2 separate regions of the Mus musculus genome follow, and region 1 is linked to region 2. The links are chromatin contacts, called in public HiChIP or PLAC-seq maps. All regions are on one chromosome and are shown on one strand. The core of a region is the stretch at or near the end of the contact, and the rest is flanking DNA. Distances in the headings are between cores, read along the strand shown.

Evidence for each region. HiChIP or PLAC-seq counts read pairs in DNA pulled down with a chosen protein or histone mark.
Region 1: a contact with region 2 is called in a CTCF HiChIP or PLAC-seq map of the NIH/3T3 cell line, with 5 read pairs. The contact joins two enhancer-like sites. A contact is called at or near these places in 1 of 39 promoter capture datasets (pre-B cells) and 1 of 15 datasets of contacts at CTCF or cohesin (the NIH/3T3 cell line).

Annotation. Positions count from the first base shown.
Region 1 is chr10:68,704,358-68,710,003 of GRCm38.p6, reverse strand. No RefSeq gene overlaps it. Among named protein-coding and RNA genes, the nearest start is that of Tmem26, 17 kb to the left of the region's middle. Within about 2 kb of position 4,358, at least 39 of the 459 cell types and tissues checked have an H3K27ac peak or open chromatin away from gene starts, as enhancers often do. A contact at or near this core is called in the NIH/3T3 cell line, where this site is marked.
Region 2 is chr10:68,089,100-68,094,137 of GRCm38.p6, reverse strand. It overlaps a transcript of Arid5b not described here. Among named protein-coding and RNA genes, the nearest start is that of Gm51770, 59 kb to the left of the region's middle. Within about 2 kb of position 3,172, at least 65 of the 459 cell types and tissues checked have an H3K27ac peak or open chromatin away from gene starts, as enhancers often do. A contact at or near this core is called in the NIH/3T3 cell line, where this site is marked.

The DNA of each region.
Region 1 (5,646 bases), core at 3,109-5,608, 610 kb before region 2:
ACAAAGAGACTACATGTATACACTAAAATAAAATGTAGTTTAATTTAATCTTAAAACATCTGGTGCCACTGATCCCAGGTGAGGATAGAACCTCAAATAGGAAGACAAAGTTTGGAACAGATACCTAGGTGGAGGATAGCTTGAGAACATAATAGAAGCTTCTTTTTTTTCTTCTCTAGTGTCTGGACTGGTTTAAATTCCAAGTAGGAGTATACTAGGAGCCCCTTTCCCCATATCTTCCCCAGCACTTATTTTTATTTGCTTTCTTGAGGACACCATTTCAACTTTGGTGAGATGGACTCTCAGAGTAATTTTCATTTGCATCTCTTCCAAGGGTGGTGAAGTTAATCATCTTTCATGTGATTATTTGCCCTCCTGCTTTATCTTTGAGGGACCGTATGCTCATTGAATTAGCCCATTCATGAATTTCGTTGCTTAATTGGTACTTACATTGTTTCCTGAGTTCTTTGTATATTCTCGATTCATCTTCTCTGTCAGATAGATAGAAGTTCTCCCATTCTGTGGGTTATTTCTTCATGATGTTATCTGAAAGGAAATAAAACTTGAGACCTGTGATTCATGTAATGTATGTCAAATAGCCCAAAGAGTTGTTTGTGAGCTTTGAAACCTGAGCTCCGCCGTTAAAATACCTCTTGTTGTTACATCAAGGTGTTATGTTCTGTTCGTGATTCTTGGGTGCACGCAGAATCGGGAGTTGAGTGGGGGTTTCCCCACTAGGTTCTTTCAGTCAACCATGTCACAAAGATACGTGCACAGTGGCATTTTTGTGGCAGTTTGGTTAGGTGCGCATCGACAGAGGAATACATACAGCTATAGTTTATGTACACATTGAATGCTTTACAGATATGAGGATGGAGCGACATCATTTGCAAGAAAGCAGATGCAACTGGAAGAAATTGTGTTGTGTCTTACAGACAACAATTTTCTTTCAGTCATGGGTCAGAGATCTGACATGTACACATGAAATGCTAATGCACAGGTAATGTGAAAGTGTAAATGAAACCATCTTGAAACCAAGAGAACGAATGTGAAGAAGGACAAGAGACGGGAGGATGTAGGAGAGCTCAGGAGGAGCTTATTATAAATCAAGCTTATTATATATCAAGCTTACTATATATGTACATAGAAAAGACCTTATACAACCCAGAACAATCAACTTTCAATAGGGTAGACACTCCATGCCCTGGCATTTAGAGTCACTCCTGGTGCAGAACTATACAAGACTGAGGTATGAGGAAAAATAGCCAGGAAGGCTGATGAGGTAACTCAATGCATGGCTTAGTGAACACAAATCTGGACAAAGCTAACTAATAACAAGAAAGCATTTAATTTGGGGAGTGATTTCCATTTCAGGGGGTAAGTCTGTGACCATCTTGGCAAACATCATGACAGGAGGCAAGCAGGTAAGGCTCTGGAGCAATTTCTGGGAGCTTATATCTGATCCCCACACAAGAGGTAGAAAGAGAGAGACTCTGTTTTGGGCCTCTCCTGGTGGCAAACATTTCCCAGAAAAGGCCATATCTCCTAATTTTTCCTATGCAATTCACAAGCTGAGAACCAAGGATTCAAATATATGAGCCCATGGTGGTCATTCTTATTGAAAATACCACAGTGGGTAAAGGTGTTTGCTGCCAAAGCACCTCCCCAACTTTGACCCCTGGAACCTACCCACATGGTAGAAATGGAGAATAGACTCTTGCAAGTTGCCCTTCCATGTCCGTGCATGCACATGCACACTGGCATGATCACATGTGTTAGATAAATAAGTATTAACCAAGGCAGGGATATGGGTTGGGGATAACTTCTGATGAGGGATCGCTGGTTGCAAACAGGAAAAAAACATCTGCCCAAAAGCCTGACATAAGCAGGGAAAGGAGCAACACTGAGTGAGGGTCTGGGCCTACTTCACTTGTCAAGCTGGCAGGCTAGTCTCAGTGCAGGCTATGATAACGTTTGTAAACCTCCCCTTTTATGGATTTACTCTTATTGTTTTTTAATGCTGTATATCTATGTGACACTGCCCATGTGCTTAGGTTCCTGTGGAAGTCAGTGGCCTCAGATTTCCCTGGAACTGAGGGTACTAGAAGTGGGGAGCTGCTGGGAGCTGATGTCCAATCCTCTGCTGGAGCAGGAGGAGGTTCACCAGTGAGCCTTTGGTGGCCAGAAGCATAGGCATCGAGGCAAAGCTCTCAAGTGAGCCCAGTCGAGTTTCTGAATCATATGGCTCAAGGCTTGGATGGAGTTCATTGAGCAAGAGCCATGTCTGAGATCTATGGCATCTTTAGATCTATCATTATGTCTAACATGCTGGTTATATTTATAAAACAGAGCTGTAACAACATCTGGAACCTTTACATAAGAAATTAAGGTTGACTTGCATGCCAGATCGATTTATATTCCTTGATAAGATGGCAAAGCAAAGATTTATTTTACTTTGCACTCTCATAAGTAAGATTATTATTCATACTTCATTTTTGCAAATTGGTGGTAACCCAACTGCAGTCAAATCAAGAGCTCACATGCCAAGTTTTGGTCTGAACAAGTTTTGTATCCAATACACACTTGGCCACAAAAAAAAAAATGAGGAGATAGAATAATAGAAAAGAAAATGTTTTGCTTAGTCTGAGGTTTAAAATACATATGAATAGGGTCCTTGTGGGGTATGGCTAGTTAGTATCTGCTAACCCCTGATGTATTTTACTGTCTATTTGTGATTTTCTCCTCATGTTTAATATCAACAGCTGTTCAGTAACATAGTGAACCACATGGAACAAAATTTATAGATATCAAAGACAAAGCCAGAAAATTACTCTATTCTTGGCACTATTCCTTCCTGGGAAAGCACTACATATTTTCTTTCTGTTGATGCTGTGTTTAATAAAGTTATGTGATTGGTTAGATTTAGGTTGAGCCTAGTGTGTTTTGTTTTCTTTCTTTATGACTCAGTGACAAAAAGAAACACAAAACCTTCTGCTGGCTTTAATCACACAATTCTTTTTTTCTGTGTAATTTGAACAAAAGAAAAAATAGTTGAGAAAATATTCTCAGAAGGATTCTTGCTCGGAGTGGTAGGTGGAAGGTGAGAAAGGATTGAGAGGAAAGTAGACTAATTCAGCATATTTTCTACTCTTGACATTTTTTTTTATTTGATGCTGCTCTTCCTTGCAATTCACTCTTTTCTGAAGTGTTCATCCCCATGGTCTAGAGTTCTATACAGGAAAAAGAAAAAAAGAACTGCCCATCATTCTGACCATTAGGGCTTACCATACTGAAAGACATGCTGAAAACATCTTAGGAAAGCTAATTGAGATGAAACTGTGCTCCCATTGTTAACAGCAATGATTCATACTCCATATGTTCAACTCCACCAACATCTCTGTGTTACATGGGACAATCACCATCTAGATGTGACCTTTATAGAAGAGGCTAGCCCATAGGATCAGTCATTTGGAGATTACCATGATGCATGTGCCTCCTCTGGTCCTCTGGTGCCTTATGGAAACATTGGTCATGGAAGAATTCTAGAACCTTCGCTAGAAGAGTGAATCTTTGCTGAATTTCCCAAGTCAGCCAGGACAGTGAATGAGAAGGAAGAGTGGCCTTAGCTGCCTGGAAGTTTCCCAAAGGTGTCTACCTCCAAAAGATGTTTCCTAAGTTTTGGAAACTTATAAACATTTTTTAAAGTTTATTTATTTTTAATGTATGAGTGTTGGCCTTCATGTATGTATGTGCATTCAGTACTTGCTGAGGCCAGATGAAGTCACCGGGTTTCGTGGAACTGGAATTACAGATGACTATGAGCCAGCGTGTGGGTGCTGGAAACCCAACCCCGTTTTCTGCAAGAACAGCAAGTGCTGTTAGCTGCTGAGGTGTACCTCCAGTGCCAGGTGTAGAAACATTTAATTCAAGATAAACCCATCTTAACAAAGTCATGTGTACACCATGCAGCATTCCTAGCAAACTCTGTTACACAACAGACTCATACTTTTAAGGAACTTTGACATGTGCTATCATGAGATCTGAAGAGATGCTGTGAGATGAAAGGGGATATATTTCATTCCCGTTTTACAGAGGGAGGAATCTAGATGTCACAGCTGACAAATGATTCCTTCTAGGCCATGTGGCCTGTGCATCAGAAAGTTCAGAAGACTCTTTTCTTCGTCTTTTGAATATTGTGTAATCACTCAAGCTTCTGATTCACACAAGGAGTCATAAAACTAGAAATGATGGCTGAGATTTTTCTGATTTCTAAATTTTGCAACAACAGGATGACAACCATGACTAAGTAGGCAAGAGTCACAATGCACATGAACAAGTAAGGAGGAGTAGACCGCTGGCTTTGGAGATTCACATCTGCATGAGTCAGAGTTCCCAAGAGAAACTGAATCAACCACAATCCACTTTCCACATCTAGATCCAGTTTGACACTGAGAAGGACTGAGAGGGATCCATAGAAACAAGAAATAACTGTGAGTCTCAGTTCTTTGACCTCCAGAACAGAAAGACGTTCTCCTTCAAAAAGACAGACAGACAGGAGGAATCTCTTCTTCTCTTGGAGGAAAACTCAGCATCTTCCATTCACATCTTTGATTTGCTGCATGAGAACTTCACACACTGTGGTCCAGCGCTAATCTCATCCAAATTCAGACTTGCAGAGATATGCAGAACAATGGTTGGATTCTTGGGTATCCTGGGGCCCACCCAAATTGACCACAGACACAACTCTTATAATTTTTCTCTTCTGAACTTACCTACCATCCCCATCATACACCTACAGTAATCATATATAATCAGCAAGTGAGAAAAAGAAAAACACCATGCTCCTATACCAGACTACATCTATCCTATGTATAATTAAAAATTAGGTCTTTCCTCGGAAGATGATGTAAAGTATTTTGCTTCTCTCCTGACATCTCATCAGAATGTAATGCCCTGAATTGAGTCCATCACTCTATATTCATATATGAAAGCCTCAGACCCGACCGTATCTGAAGACAGGGGCATTTGCAGGTCACCGAGAACAGATGGATGTATAGAGGTAAAGCCTTAGCCCAGGAAGACTGGCTTTCTTAAAGAAAAAGGCAGTGCGAAGTAGAGGGGGAAATGCCCACATGGAAACATATCCAGAGGTAGCCTTTTAAATCCGGGGGCACAAGGGTCACTAGGATATAATCTGCTGGGACTTCGTCTTGGAATGTCAGGCCTCTAGAGCTGAGAGAGAATGAATGTCTACTGGTTATGTTACAAAGTCTAATTTGGCCTCCTGATCCTAGATGAAAGCTTAAAATATTTGTTATGATCTCAGAGGACAAATGTTAGTTTTAAAGCATCAGTCCAATGGTGGGTATGTGCTCATTATTTTGATTTCTCTCTTCAATTCACATGCTGGACCTAGATCTTAAGTGAAGCTCTTCTTTAAAAAAAATCAACCAGACAACATATTTTCCTGATGTTTAGAGAGTTGGATCATAAATTCCTCAATGTCTTGGGCAAGATTCCATATTATGGTTTCAAAACAGTATGTTGGTGTCACCAGTCATAGGGAGGGAGGCTGAAAAAAAGAATAAACAAACAATTTTGAGTACTGTGGTGATTAATATAATTATCAAGTTTGTGCAATCCAGA
Region 2 (5,038 bases), core at 1,923-4,422:
AAAAAAACCCACCACCACCACAAGCTCACCCATTTGTAAGATGGGGCGACTGATTTCCTCAGTGCGGTGATTTGTGATGTGTTCGCCAAGTAGGAATTCAATCACGCCATTTTCAAACAATGTCAACATATCCAGCTATTTTTTTTTTCTCATCTCTTCTGAGAGGAGACTCACTATTTCTGTTGTAGGGAGCTCGGACCCTCCGTGAAACATCAGGACCAATGCAAAGACCTGGGGGCCGGGGAGGGGGGGTTACTCTCCCAGTAGAAGTAGTGTGTTATTTGTTTTCAAACTCCAAACGGAGATCTTGGAGATCTTTCAAAAAGACCATTGAATTTCTCATTGGCTGAGAAGGACATTTTTTAAAAGTCTTAAATCTGGCTTTGTTTGCATTGTTTGAGTTCAAGGGGCCTTATTATTGAATGGCATTGCACAAGCCTTTCTTTTTTGCAAGCAAACCATTGTTATTAGTTGTTCTGTAAAGGAAATTGTGGAATCCAATTGGCACTGGAGTCCTAAATCCATTTACCAAGTGTGGCTTCCGAGAAATGTTGTAATTCAAAATGTATCAAGCCCGTGAATTTGTTGGGGATTTGGAGATTCTAAATAATATTTAAAAAGATGTCATCTCTAGGCAACTTCGGGGGTCTCACTTTTGGAAATTCAACTTAAAAATAAAGTAGAAAGTAAAAATAAAAATACCACAACAGCCCAACCAAGTGTTAAGCTTAAAGTATTTTTTTCTTAGTAACTGATTCAAACATGTAGCGTTTGCCACAGGTCAGACTGGTTCATTTCCTAGCTAGAAGCTCCCGGCTTTACTTGTTCAACAGGACATCGACAGAAGGGTTTGTCTCAGTGTTGAGCTCACACAGCTTTGCCCTCTGGTGCATGACTCCTTGGGTCCTGTATTTCACTGTGTCGGTGTGTCTGATGGAAGTTTCAAGGTGGTCCCACGAAATATATTTTATGTAGTGTGCCTTCAAAGAGAACCATTTATCTCTCTTCTCGTGTTGTCCCACTAAGTCACATTTGGTGGTGGCCAGCCAAGTCCCGTGTGGTCTAGTCTGACTTATTATCCCGGGCTGAGAAAGGAACGGGAATGGTTTTGCCCCAGTGAGACCCACACCGCTGGAGCAGGGACTTTGAGCATCTCCGCTCCGGTGTTGACTGTTGATGTATTTGATATTCTGCTTATCTCCCAATGGCGGAAAGAACTCTGAAAAAAAAATAGCAGCGTAATCTCTTGGCTGTTTATACTTTTTTAAACTTCCCTGTGTTGTAAATATTGTACACTCTGAGTAACCCCAGCTATGTAACCTTGATGCTCTGTAAGGTGATATTTGTATATAGCAACCTGGCCCAGTGATGTTATATAATTTCCCAATGGAGAGGTTATTGAGTAGCCTTGGCCTCTAGTTTTAAACACTACCAGAAGAATGCTGAGCCAACTATAAACACTCAATTTTTGTATGTTTTCCAAATTGTACTTATTACCGCTTTTGATACTGTATTCTGTCTGTGCCAATGGTTTCCCAATCACATAGCAGGCAAGAGATATTTTGTACTTTTTGATCCACTGTAATATTTAATAAAAAATGTTACTATCTGTTTCCTTTGGGAGTGTCTGTCTCTTATTCCTGGGGAGCTTTGTGGCCAGAGCAAAGGACTTCCAGTCTCTGCTTTCCAAATTGGAGATGGTAATGTTGATAATGAGCGTAGCTTATTGGGGACCTACTAGAAGCTTCCTTCGCCTATGAATGGTTATGGCTGATTTACTAATGAGAAAATTATAGTTTAGAAAGGTTTTCACTTGCCAAAGAGTGTCTGACTAACAAATGATAGAGTCAAGATTTGAACTTGGCTAGGGAGGGTGGAGGAGGGACAGGAGGAGGAGGGCAGGCAGGATGCTAAATGTCTCCCATTTCCTAAGCTGCCAGGTCACATAAAGTTACTGTTTGTTGAGTTAGTCAACAAATGTACCTAGATACCTCCATTGCCAGGGCTTTGCTGTTTGGAACTGGGAACACAATGGAAATGGAAAGAGGCTCCCAGTGGAGCCTAAAAGTCTCACTGGAAAGAAGTCATTTACCCTTATAAGGTTAACAGCCCAAGGTGACCTCGTTCTGGGGGAGGAGTCTGATGACTAATGTGATACCTAAGAGGAAGTCACCACTGAACGGATAAGCGTGAGTTAGCTAGAGTGGACTGGGAGAGGGTAATTTAAGCATCAGAGAGCACATATTTAAAGGCCCCGAAGCAGGAATGAGTTGAATTTACAGTAATTGAACAGGGTCTGAGGGTGATAGCTTACAGGGCATGATTAACAGACAACAATGAATGAATGTGGTTAGGTGAGGTTAAAGTATGGTGGAGACCATCTAAGTAGGCCAGATTGAGCCTCTGGTCATTGTCCTGACCAAAAGAAGAGGTTTAAGCAGGGAGACCACCGAGTTAGGTTGTCCACACTGACATCATTCACAAAGAGCTGCCGAGTGGAGACAGGCAGAGTGCAGCCTAACATAGAAGTGGCAGACGTTTTGGGTGGTAGACTGGATGGCCACATCCCTGAGGGACTTGGAAGAAAGAGCACAGGGGTTGAAAATGCAGGAACTTGACGTCGGTATCAATAGCGTCCATTGGGTAGAGATGATAAAGATGTTGGGTCTTTCCCCGAAAGCCTGTGGGCTCGCCCCTGGCCCAACTCAACTTGCCAGCAGTCGAAATGAGGCATCCGTGACGCAGACCGACGGATTCCTTTCCTGAGGAGTCTCGGAGATAAGGCAGGAAGGGCAGGAATGGGGTCAGGGGAGGATTCCGGTGACAGTTGAGGCTTGAGGCCATATCACATCATCGGGATAGGCTTTGAGTAGACCGGAGAAATCAATTTGGAGGCAAGCATGCATGCCACTACAACAATGGACGTGTGGGACAGGGGCTTGGGGGGAGCATCCATTTAGATAAAAAGATAATCCAGGACCCCTTTTCTCATTAGAATAGACTCTCCAATGGACTACAAGGCCAGCAAGAGTCGTGACAACATAGCTGTGCTTCCCACCCTCTCCTCCCTGACTGCCATCCCTTTTCTAACGGGAAGGACCCTTAGCCCCATGGTCCTCTGACCATGACTTTGACCCACGTCTATCTCATCCTGTACTGTGGCTTGGTTGCATACAGCAGAAGGATATCTATCCCTCTGCACCACACTGAGCCTCTGTAGATGAGATTCAAGCACAACAGGAAACTTCATGATTTTTTTTTTTTTAAATCAGGTTTGCTTGGTAAATGTTGTCAGAACGGGACAATACCTTTGGTAAAGATTCACTTGGGGCACAAAAGCAATGAAAATACCTAATGATACATTCCAGGAAAACGGCCAAAGAGAACAAATGTTTTACAGCTGATAGCGATCAGGGTCTGAGTGGTTATTTACAGTAAGCCTAAGTGGAGAGGAAGAGCTGGAAATGACCAGTGGTCAGGAGTGGGGTAAGAGAAGAGAGAGCCATAAGGTTGATCTACAAAAATATAAATAAATAAATAAATAAATAAATAAATAAATAGATAGATAGATAGATAGATAGATAGATAGATAGATAGATAGATAGATAGATAGATAAATGAATTGCATTAATTTGTGCTACATGGATTCAGAATTCCTGAATTCAAGGACCTCTGGGCAAGTTACCAGAATTAACATTGTGAAGCATCTGTTGAAATAGCAGACTATTTTTAATCATGTTTTTCCAGGGCCACAGGCATCCAGCCAGCTGCCTCGTGTATAGGTCAGAACCACAGGCATTCAGCCAGCCACCTCGTGGTCACTCAGGTCTCTTCTCAGAATCCCCACTGCATTCATTGTTACTGACTCGCTGTGGGATCCAACTGTCCAGTATAACTTCCCGGGGGTGGGGTGGTAGAAATGTTTATGGAAGTCTTTTCCAATATCATGTCTCACGGCCAGTGTGGTGACTGAGCCCCTAAAATGTGCCCACTGTGACAAGGGAACTGAGTGCTGAATTCTGTCCGTTACATTTGAGGAGCCACATGTAGCGGGATATCAAACGGGACAATGAAGATCTAGAAAAGCCAGATGGCCAATCTGTCTTTGGCTACACTAACTGCAGATATTCCGTGTCTCCCCAACACAGTAAAGCAATGACACTGTGCCTCTCCTTCCCCATCCCCCCCAAAAAAGAAAGAAGAAATTAATTCATGAATGGTGATGCTCTATTTCATTGTGGATTTACACACTGCAGGAGTTAAATTCTCACTTAAGGAGTAAGTCAGTCACTGAACAAGCAACCACTAGGAGGTGCTCACGGGTATGGCCTCTGGCTCCAGCCCGACTTTTTTGGTTAAATCTAATGATGGGAAGAATAAACTCAGTTTTCAGAAAGTCTGTAACGTGCTAGATACAGCCACATTCAAGTCACCCTACTTCATTCTATGGCAGCTTATCATTCACTGTAGAGCCGAGAGAACCGCCAACATGAGATAGATTGCCCGGTAGCAAGGCCCTCGGGGTGGGGCACAGCATCTTGTATAGTTAAGTCTACTGACAACCATGTTTTGGTGTTTTTTTCAAGCCTGGGCCTGTCACTTCACTGATGCAGTGACGACTGGAGTAATTAATGATCTGACCATGCACACTACCCGCACTGCTTAAAACGTTGCTTTGGTTTGGTTTGGTTTTGGATTGGGGGAGGGGCAGAGGTCTCCATTCATCATTAGCCCTCATAGAAATCCACGACATAAGTACGATACTTATTTCCACAAAAATGAAAAGTAAACAAATGGTAAACATGACATGTATCTGTACTTGACAACTGTGAAAAAACAAGGCATTATTGAGATCTTGCTAACCTGTCAGGATGAGACATGCGGCCCTGTCGTGGTGGCTAAGCCTTCATCCGGTCATTTTGTCTAGACTCTTCTCCATCATCCCCCTCTTCAGCCCTAAAATTCCCCAAACTGAATCCTCCCAAAACCTCCAGGTCTCAGCCTTTTAAGGCAATTTGAGAATTAATGAGACAAAAAA